Linked DNA regions of Mus musculus: region 1 is linked to region 2. The links are chromatin contacts, called in public Hi-C maps. All regions are on one chromosome and are shown on one strand. Each heading gives the region's core, a stretch centred on a gene start, on an enhancer-like site or on the middle of the called end of the contact. The rest is flanking DNA. Distances are from core to core; before and after follow the strand shown. Region 1 holds the start of Mcmbp (minichromosome maintenance complex binding protein). Region 2 holds the start of Dctn5 (dynactin 5).

Region 1 (3,672 bases), core at 436-2,935, 6.6 Mb before region 2:
TGTTTTTGTTTTTGTTGTTGTTGTTTGTTTGTTTGTTTGTTTGTTTTTGAGACAGGGTTTCTCTGTGTATCCCTGGCTGTCCTGGAACTCACTCTGTAGACCAGGCTGGCCTCGAACTCAGAAATCTGCCTACCTCTGCCTCCCAAGTGCTGGAATTAAAGTTGTGTGCCACCACCGCCTGGCTGAGCTTTCGATCCTTATCAACCCAGAAGCAGAAAGATCTTATATACTGTGTCTACCATGAATCTCTCCTATTTTGACTTCCTGCAGCTTGTTGCCTTTGGGAACTAAGAACTACTTTCTTCTGTCATTTCTCTACAAAGTTATTGTTCTTTGTGGGTGATCACAAACTTAATTTTTCTTTCAAGACAGGGTTTCTTGAAAACCTGTGTATCCCTGGCTGTCCTAGAACACGCTGTGTAGACCAGACTGGCATCAAACTCAGAGATCTTCCTGCTTCTGCCTCCTGAGTGATAGGATTAAAGGCATGGGCCACCACTGTGGAGCTCTTAATTTTTATCTATTTGTTTTTGAGACGGGGTCATATATAGGTAGCTCAGGCTGGCCTCAAATTCAGTGTGTAGCCAAGGCTGGCTATGAACTCCTGACCTTCCTTGACTATATCCCAAGTGCTATGATTTAAGGATACGTTCCCTCCAGGGGACCAACAAAGGCAGAAGGGCAGGTTTGGTTCCCTTTTCCTTCTGAACTACAGAGGTTTCTGGGTTTGGTCATAGCTGTCTCTGTTCATCTGTCGCCATCTCTCTCTGTTTGATCCCTTGCTAGGGCTTGCATGACAGGCAAGTGTTCTGCCACCAAGAAGTTCTTATTCTTCAGCTATATACTTTCTAGATTACATTCAGATCACCACTACCTTTTTACAGCCGAGTAGGTATAGATGATGAAATCAGGGTTTTCTGAGGTATATCCCATTTCTAGGGAAAATGTCTTCTCTATGAAAACTTGACAGTTCCTAAATTCTCTAGGCCCTTCAGGGTCTGCCCTGTAAGAGTGTTCTGATCTGTATGCTGTATAGGAATCTTGTCATAGCTCCCTAGTTGCCAGGTTGGAAGCAGAGATCATTTGGGTGTTTTGAGGTTAGAAGCTAAAGGCTGGGCTAGGAGAGAGTTCTGAGCACTTGCCAGTTCCTTGGCCATATTGAGATGCCCACAAAGGCTACACAACCTCCTTGATTAAATCGTTCAGGAAGAACTCACTGAGCTGGGGGCAAATCTTATACAGGACTTTGGGCAGGGCACCTTAGAAGAGTTCTACCACCAGAAACAAGAGGCACAAGGGGATCAGATGATCAGACACCAAATAGAATTTCAACCTTTAATTTTGCTTAGAGATGACTCTTGAAGTTGGCAGAACGTGCGTCTTTTTGGTCCAGGTGCAAGGACTCAAACTTTGAGCCAATGAAGCACCCTGATGGAGTTTGCCACCAGGCGCGCACACAGGGACCACTATACCAAGCACAGACGCGCTCCTCTGCCCATCTCCAAGATGGCGGCCCCGGGATTGCCCGACCTGTCTCCGTCTCCAAAATGGCCGTCCGCCCCGCCCACTCCCTCCCCTCCGGGAGTGCGCAGCACGCTCCCGCCGCCCCTCCTCCTCGAGCTCCACCCAGGTCGCTGGCAGCGCGGTCGGTGGCCGCGATTTCCCGCCATTGTGAGAAGTGGAGGCTAGGACGGTCTCCCCCCCACCCCTCCGGCCGCTGGCCAGCAGCTCCGAGGCGCTCGTGCCCGTCACCGCAGCCACCTCTCCTTGAGACGCGCGGAGGCCCGTGGCTCGCGACGCCCCCGCGCGTGGGAGGGCGCGGACGAGGAGCGGCCGAGCCCCCGAGAAGCCGGGCTCCGAGCGCGCTCGGCCCGCAGAGGAGCGCCCGCCGCACGGGCCGCGCTGGCCCCGGCCCTCAGCGCCATGCCCTGTGGAGAAGATTGGCTGAGCCACCCGCTCGGGATCGTGCAAGGCTTCTTCGGTGAGTGGCGCGTGGCGAGCAGGGCCGGGAGGGGAGCGGAGTTTGCGGGACCAGGCCCGCCGCGCGGCCGCACTCCGGACGACGGGCCGGGGGAATCACTGCCGAGGGCTCGCGTGGCCCCGGGCCTGGAAGCCGAGCAGAAGCAGCCGTCTCCGGCCGCCGGCGCTGGCGCCGCCGCCGCCTCCCGTCACCTGCCCGCTGCCCGGCCGCGGCTCGCTGGCGGCGGGGCCGCGGCTCCGAGCGCTAGCTGTGATTGACGGCCTGGCTCCGGGCCGGTGGCCTACGTAGCCCGGGTGCTGCAGACACGGAGAGGTCCCCTTGCCCACGGAGGGCCCTTAGAGCGGCCGCGGAGAGAAGCCACTGCCTGTGGGAGCCTGCGGGATATTTCAAAACTTCCGGGGTGTGTAAGGGAGTGCTCGAGCCTTCGCTCAGAAGTTCTCTCTGTTTCCCTTGACATCCGGGAGAATGCTTCTTCTTTTTTTTTTTTTTTTTTTTTTAAATTATTCTTCCTGCCCTGTTGACATTAGAACCCGTCTGCTCTGTTACCTGTTCCCGTACCAGGGCTAGCTAGAAATACTCAACTACTTAGATGAGTTGCCACAGAACGGGAGCCGAGAGTGCTGTAGGCAAGCTGAGTAAATTCTAGGTGTAATTGTCATCGTTGCTTTTTTTGGTTAACCAGACCTCCGATTCCCACGCGCATCCCAGATTTCGGTGCGTTTAATGACTGGCCTGTGCCACCGGTCTCCGTGGAATGTGTTTTCTGTAGTAACGCTCCCACCGGATCGGATTCATTTTACCTAGAATTCTAACTAATCAGGTAGTTTCCCAGGGTGAAACTAAAGCCGGCAGATAGAAGGGCTGGGTAGACATGACGATTATATAGCCAGTGAACACACAGTGTCTTCAACAGGGGCAGGGGTGTGCAAGCCCGCGAAAGAGTAAACCACGGGCTTGGGGTATTATAGCTCAGTAGTAGAATGTGTGCCTGGCCTGATGAATGGTCTGAGTACAGTGCAGGTGGAAAGAGGCAGATTCAAACCTAGCCATCTAGGGTGGTTATCAAAGGGTGTGTGTAAGCTGCTACCTGTGATTCTGTCATTTGGAAGGCAGAGCCCTTCGCTAAGTGCTAGTAATTGAAGTTCAAAATATTGGACCCAACAACTGGCATGTCGAGACTAACAATGATTCCCAAATGTCAAGCCAGGGTTCAGTTCTGTACTGGGTGAAAGTGCAAATGTGTAGATAAATTTTTAGGGGAAAAAAAATCTCTCCGTAGTTAAAGGTTTGGGACTTAAAGGGTTAAGTTCCAATGACCGATACCAGAATTCCTTACCCTTTAGTTTGAGGCAGGTCCCTAGCCCTAGCTGGCTGGCTTGGCGCTCATGGAAATCCTCCTGCCTCATCCTTTGGAGTGTTGCGTGTGCCACCTTACCCAGCCAGAATCTCCATTTATGAGAAATATCCCACTACCACGGTCCTGCTGTAGGGAGTTCGGGGAAAATTGCATTTGATTATCAATATTTTATAAATATTTTGGAATGTTTTGGAAAGGTCACTGCTGCCCTCTGAATGACTCTTTGGGAGAGAAGTGTATAACCTGCTCTGCTGTATTTCTGCTGTGTTTTCCTGTCGCAGTGATTACATTGGGTACCTTAAAGCTGGAGACTCTTTGGTCTGTGTTTGATTTT
Region 2 (3,718 bases), core at 900-3,399:
AGGTAATTAAGTCACATACCCTTTGCTGAATTTTTTGAACGGTGGCCTTATGACACTACGGCTTTTCACGACACAGTGACGTCCAACTCTTACATTTGCCAGGTCTCCTCGGATGATACAGTCATTCATTATAATGGTCTATAAAGCAAAACACGTGTAAAAAATACCAGTTAAGTCCATGTCCCTGAATTCTGTTTTAAAGTACTTAAGATACTGCCTCTTCATGAGTTTTGTGTCTAGTAGTCCTAGGCACAATACAGCACAGAGAACAATCTGCCACTGCATTCTGTTCAGACATAAAAGATTTCTGGCCCTTCCCTCCACCACCACCATGTTCTTACTCATAATATTTAATGCAATGTAAATCCTATTTAAATAAAATACTGAAGAAAATGACAGAAGTGTTCACGTTCTGTTTAGAAGAAATTCCTCCCCTCTCTTCTCCCTCTGTCTAGCTGCCCTGTGTCTCCTGTGCTCTCTCCTGTTATATTTCACGTGTTACTGCCCTCCCCACCCTCTTCCTTAAAGCTTCTTTATTCCCCATCTAATGGGCCGCTCTCTAATTTTTTTGGCTTCTCCTCCCTGATCGTCTTTGTGCATTCAATAAATCTAATTTGGAGAAAAAAATGAAAACAAAGAAAGAGGGGTTAGAGAGATGGCTCAGCGGTTAAGAGCACTGGCTGCTCTTTCAGAGGTCTGAGTTCAATTCCCAGCAACCACATGGTGGCTCAAAACCATCTGTAATGGGATCTAATGCCCTCTTCTGGTGTGTCTGAAGACAGTGACAATGTGTTCATATATACATAAAATAAATAAATGTTTAAAAAAACAAAAACAAAGAGAGAGAACTGGAAATGACAAATTGGAGACAGCACTATCCCATATACCCTGCTGATACAGTGACTAGCTGAAGGCATAAGGGTAACCTCCTGAAGCTGCCTGTGCCCTTTACCTTGCCATTGAGGACGATGTTCTGGCTTCCACACAAAACAGACTGGCGACTAACTTTGTTCCCAGATGCCTAAAAGCAAACAGAAATCTGGAGTGAAAAAACAGAGGATTTCTGGACTACAGTTTCCATCATGAAAGCTCACATTGAGGAGAAAATTACTTCAAATGAAGGGCAGTCTAAAAATGAATGAGGCCTGAATGTATACTGCACCCCTACTGTCCCAGCTCTGGGTGGGGTGACTGTGAATTTGGGGTTAGACTAAACTATGAAGTGAGACTCCATCACCAAACAAACAAACAAAAACAAACTGGAGAAGGAATGCACTGGGGGGGGGGGGGGAAGGCTGTGGGCACGGCTCCGTGATAAGAGCACTCAGGAACTGAATCCAATCTATCAAAAGAGCAAGGGTAGATCAGGAACTGAGAGCTCAAGAAATGAATTCAGGATCGGTATCTAATGAGCGGTCTAATGACTGATGTGCATTCAGACCCCACTTCCATATTACGGTTTCATAGCCTTCAGTGAGGAAAATTACTTTTCCATGATCACAGACACACAGAAAAAATAATGATAGTAACCCTAACGGGGGCAGTTTACATATGTTGTATTATGAGTTGACGAATAGAAACAATAACGTCTTAGCACGTAAGCAGACTGTGAAATATTATTTTTAAAAAGGGCCCGGAGTCTGAAAATGTAATTTATATACAGAATGAATAGGCTGTACTGTGTATTCCTCTGGAAGACATTATTTAACAGGAAACTCAGGCGTGTGTATATGCACACACATAGATATATATGCATAGAAACTCTCCCACATCCACACTTTCCTCCCCCGCTACACAGCACACCCACACACACGAGATGAAGGAGAAGAGAGCCTAATGCATGCATGCACCGACTAAATAACAATCAGATGAAACACGAAGCATCTCTAAGTCATCCAAGGAAGGGACTGAGGGAACGGGAACCAGTGCAGCCGGGACGGGAGGGGCGACCGTCCAGTCCTCGAGGGTCCCGTGACTGCCAGCGGCGGCAGGGTCGCCACACGCGCACCGTCTCGATGTACTCCGACTTGTTGTACAGCAGTTCGCCCAACTCCATGGCTTCCCCCTCTCTGAACCTCAGGATCCTGTCAGTAGCTCAGGCAGACGGTGATTCCAGCTACTTCCGGTTGATCGGCCACTTCCGCTATCCCCGCCCTGGACTCTCATTCGACTCTCCTCTAGTCAAGCCTGCTCGATCGCTCGGCAGTCTCCAGCTGCGCGTGCGCAGAGCGAACAGAGGTTTTAATTGGCCAGAGCGGCTAGCGCGCGGAACCTGTGTGGCTCGGCAGGAACATAGTGGGGGTGAACTAGGTCCCCGTTCTTCCCAGGGGTTCCTCTTGGCCCTAGGAAGCCCTGGCTGGGTCCCCGTGACCACAGGCCCGAGGCTGGAGACGGCTGCTCCTTGCGTTCGGCTTCCAACCCGATGGAAGAGCTTTCCGGGAAGCCCCTCAGCTATGCGGAGAAGGAAAAGGTGCCCGGGTTGCGGGAAGGGTGACCCAGGGCTTTAGGCTGGGTTTTCAAACCTAGTTCCTGTATCCGAGGCAGTGTCCTCCTACCTACAGCCTCCACGAGAAGTCACTGAGACGAGCGCGCTGCTCGGGTGGCGAAGCTTAAAATGCAGACGAGCCAAACCCATCTTCTAGTGGCACTGCATAAATATTAGGTGTAAAACTACATATAGGTAAACCTAGAGGCCCTCTTCTCTCCCACTCCACTCCGGCCCCGTCACATAAATCTTTCACGTCACGTCAACAGCCTTATATATATACATTTTCGTGTTTGTCTGTTAGGGCTTGACCTCCAAAATAGGTTTACATTGGAGAAGGGGATGGTTATAACGTGTACTCTGGTTGGTTCTGCAGCTGGTGTTCTCCATGTTTAAGACCCACGTTGGAACAAGATGAGGGGAAGAAAATAATATAAATATTACATATAATGAACAGGTGTTGTGTGTGTGCATACAAATTTAGTGTAGTAGTTAGAAGGAGCTCTCATTTCTTTCAGGCTCAGAATATTATTCTCCTGCAAGACTTAAATATTACTTCCATGTTCTTGTGCTTTCTGTGCAAAATTAGAATTCACATTAATTTGTCTTCCTATCCTGTCTTACCTTCTAAGGGTGGTAAAGATCATTTACAAATAAACAAGATAACTCCTACTTACTGATAAGATTGAGGACAAGATAACAGGTTAAGATCAGAATTACTCATGTTGTGGTGGCCCATGACCATAATTTGGTTGCTACTTAATAACTGCAGTTTGCTGCTATTATGAATCAAAATATATATGATATGAAACCTCTGTGTGTGTGGGGGGGGTGTTAAATGGAGCAGTTATAAATGGCAGCATCCTGGAGGAACTGCTTATTCTCTGTTCAGTTTGCATATCTCAAAGGAGGATGATTATATAATAGAATCTATTTGTTAGGGTTATTGTGAGTGCTAATTGAGTCATTGGACATTAAAGTCACAAAATTCCCTAGGACTAACTGAAGCACATTATGAAAGTATCTGCCATTTTTATTATTATGTGTCTGAGAATGGATGGGGACTAAAGTGACTTTAGCACAGAAGTGCTGGAGTCCCACAAAAGTGCTGGGGAATGAGGTGGGGAAAGTGCTTAAGAAAAGTTTAAGTTGTTAGTAACTTTTTTTCTTAATTTTTAATGACCAAAACAAAAACATACCTAAAAGTGAAGCCTCTGGAAAACCCACTTGCAC

What was found. Hi-C and Micro-C count contacts between places; a contact is called where the count stands out from the background.
Region 1: a contact with region 2 is called in a Hi-C map of B cells, with 6 read pairs. The contact joins the promoter of Mcmbp here to the promoter of Dctn5 in region 2. A contact is called at or near these places in 1 of 39 promoter capture datasets (pre-B cells) and 2 of 484 Hi-C or Micro-C datasets (B cells and CD8 T cells).

Annotation. Positions count from the first base shown.
Region 1 is chr7:128,738,442-128,742,113 of GRCm38.p6, reverse strand. Mcmbp (minichromosome maintenance complex binding protein) reads left to right here and starts at 1,685. Exons shown (of 16, transcript NM_145955.3): 1 at 1,685-1,981. The coding sequence starts at 1,924.
Region 2 is chr7:122,131,472-122,135,189 of GRCm38.p6, reverse strand. It overlaps Dctn5 (dynactin 5), which reads right to left and starts at 2,149. Exons shown (of 6, transcript NM_021608.3): 1 at 2,009-2,149; 2 at 953-1,021; 3 at 20-138. The coding sequence starts at 2,056. It overlaps Palb2 (partner and localizer of BRCA2), which reads left to right and starts at 2,244. Exons shown (of 13, transcript NM_001081238.2): 1 at 2,244-2,470. The coding sequence starts at 2,423.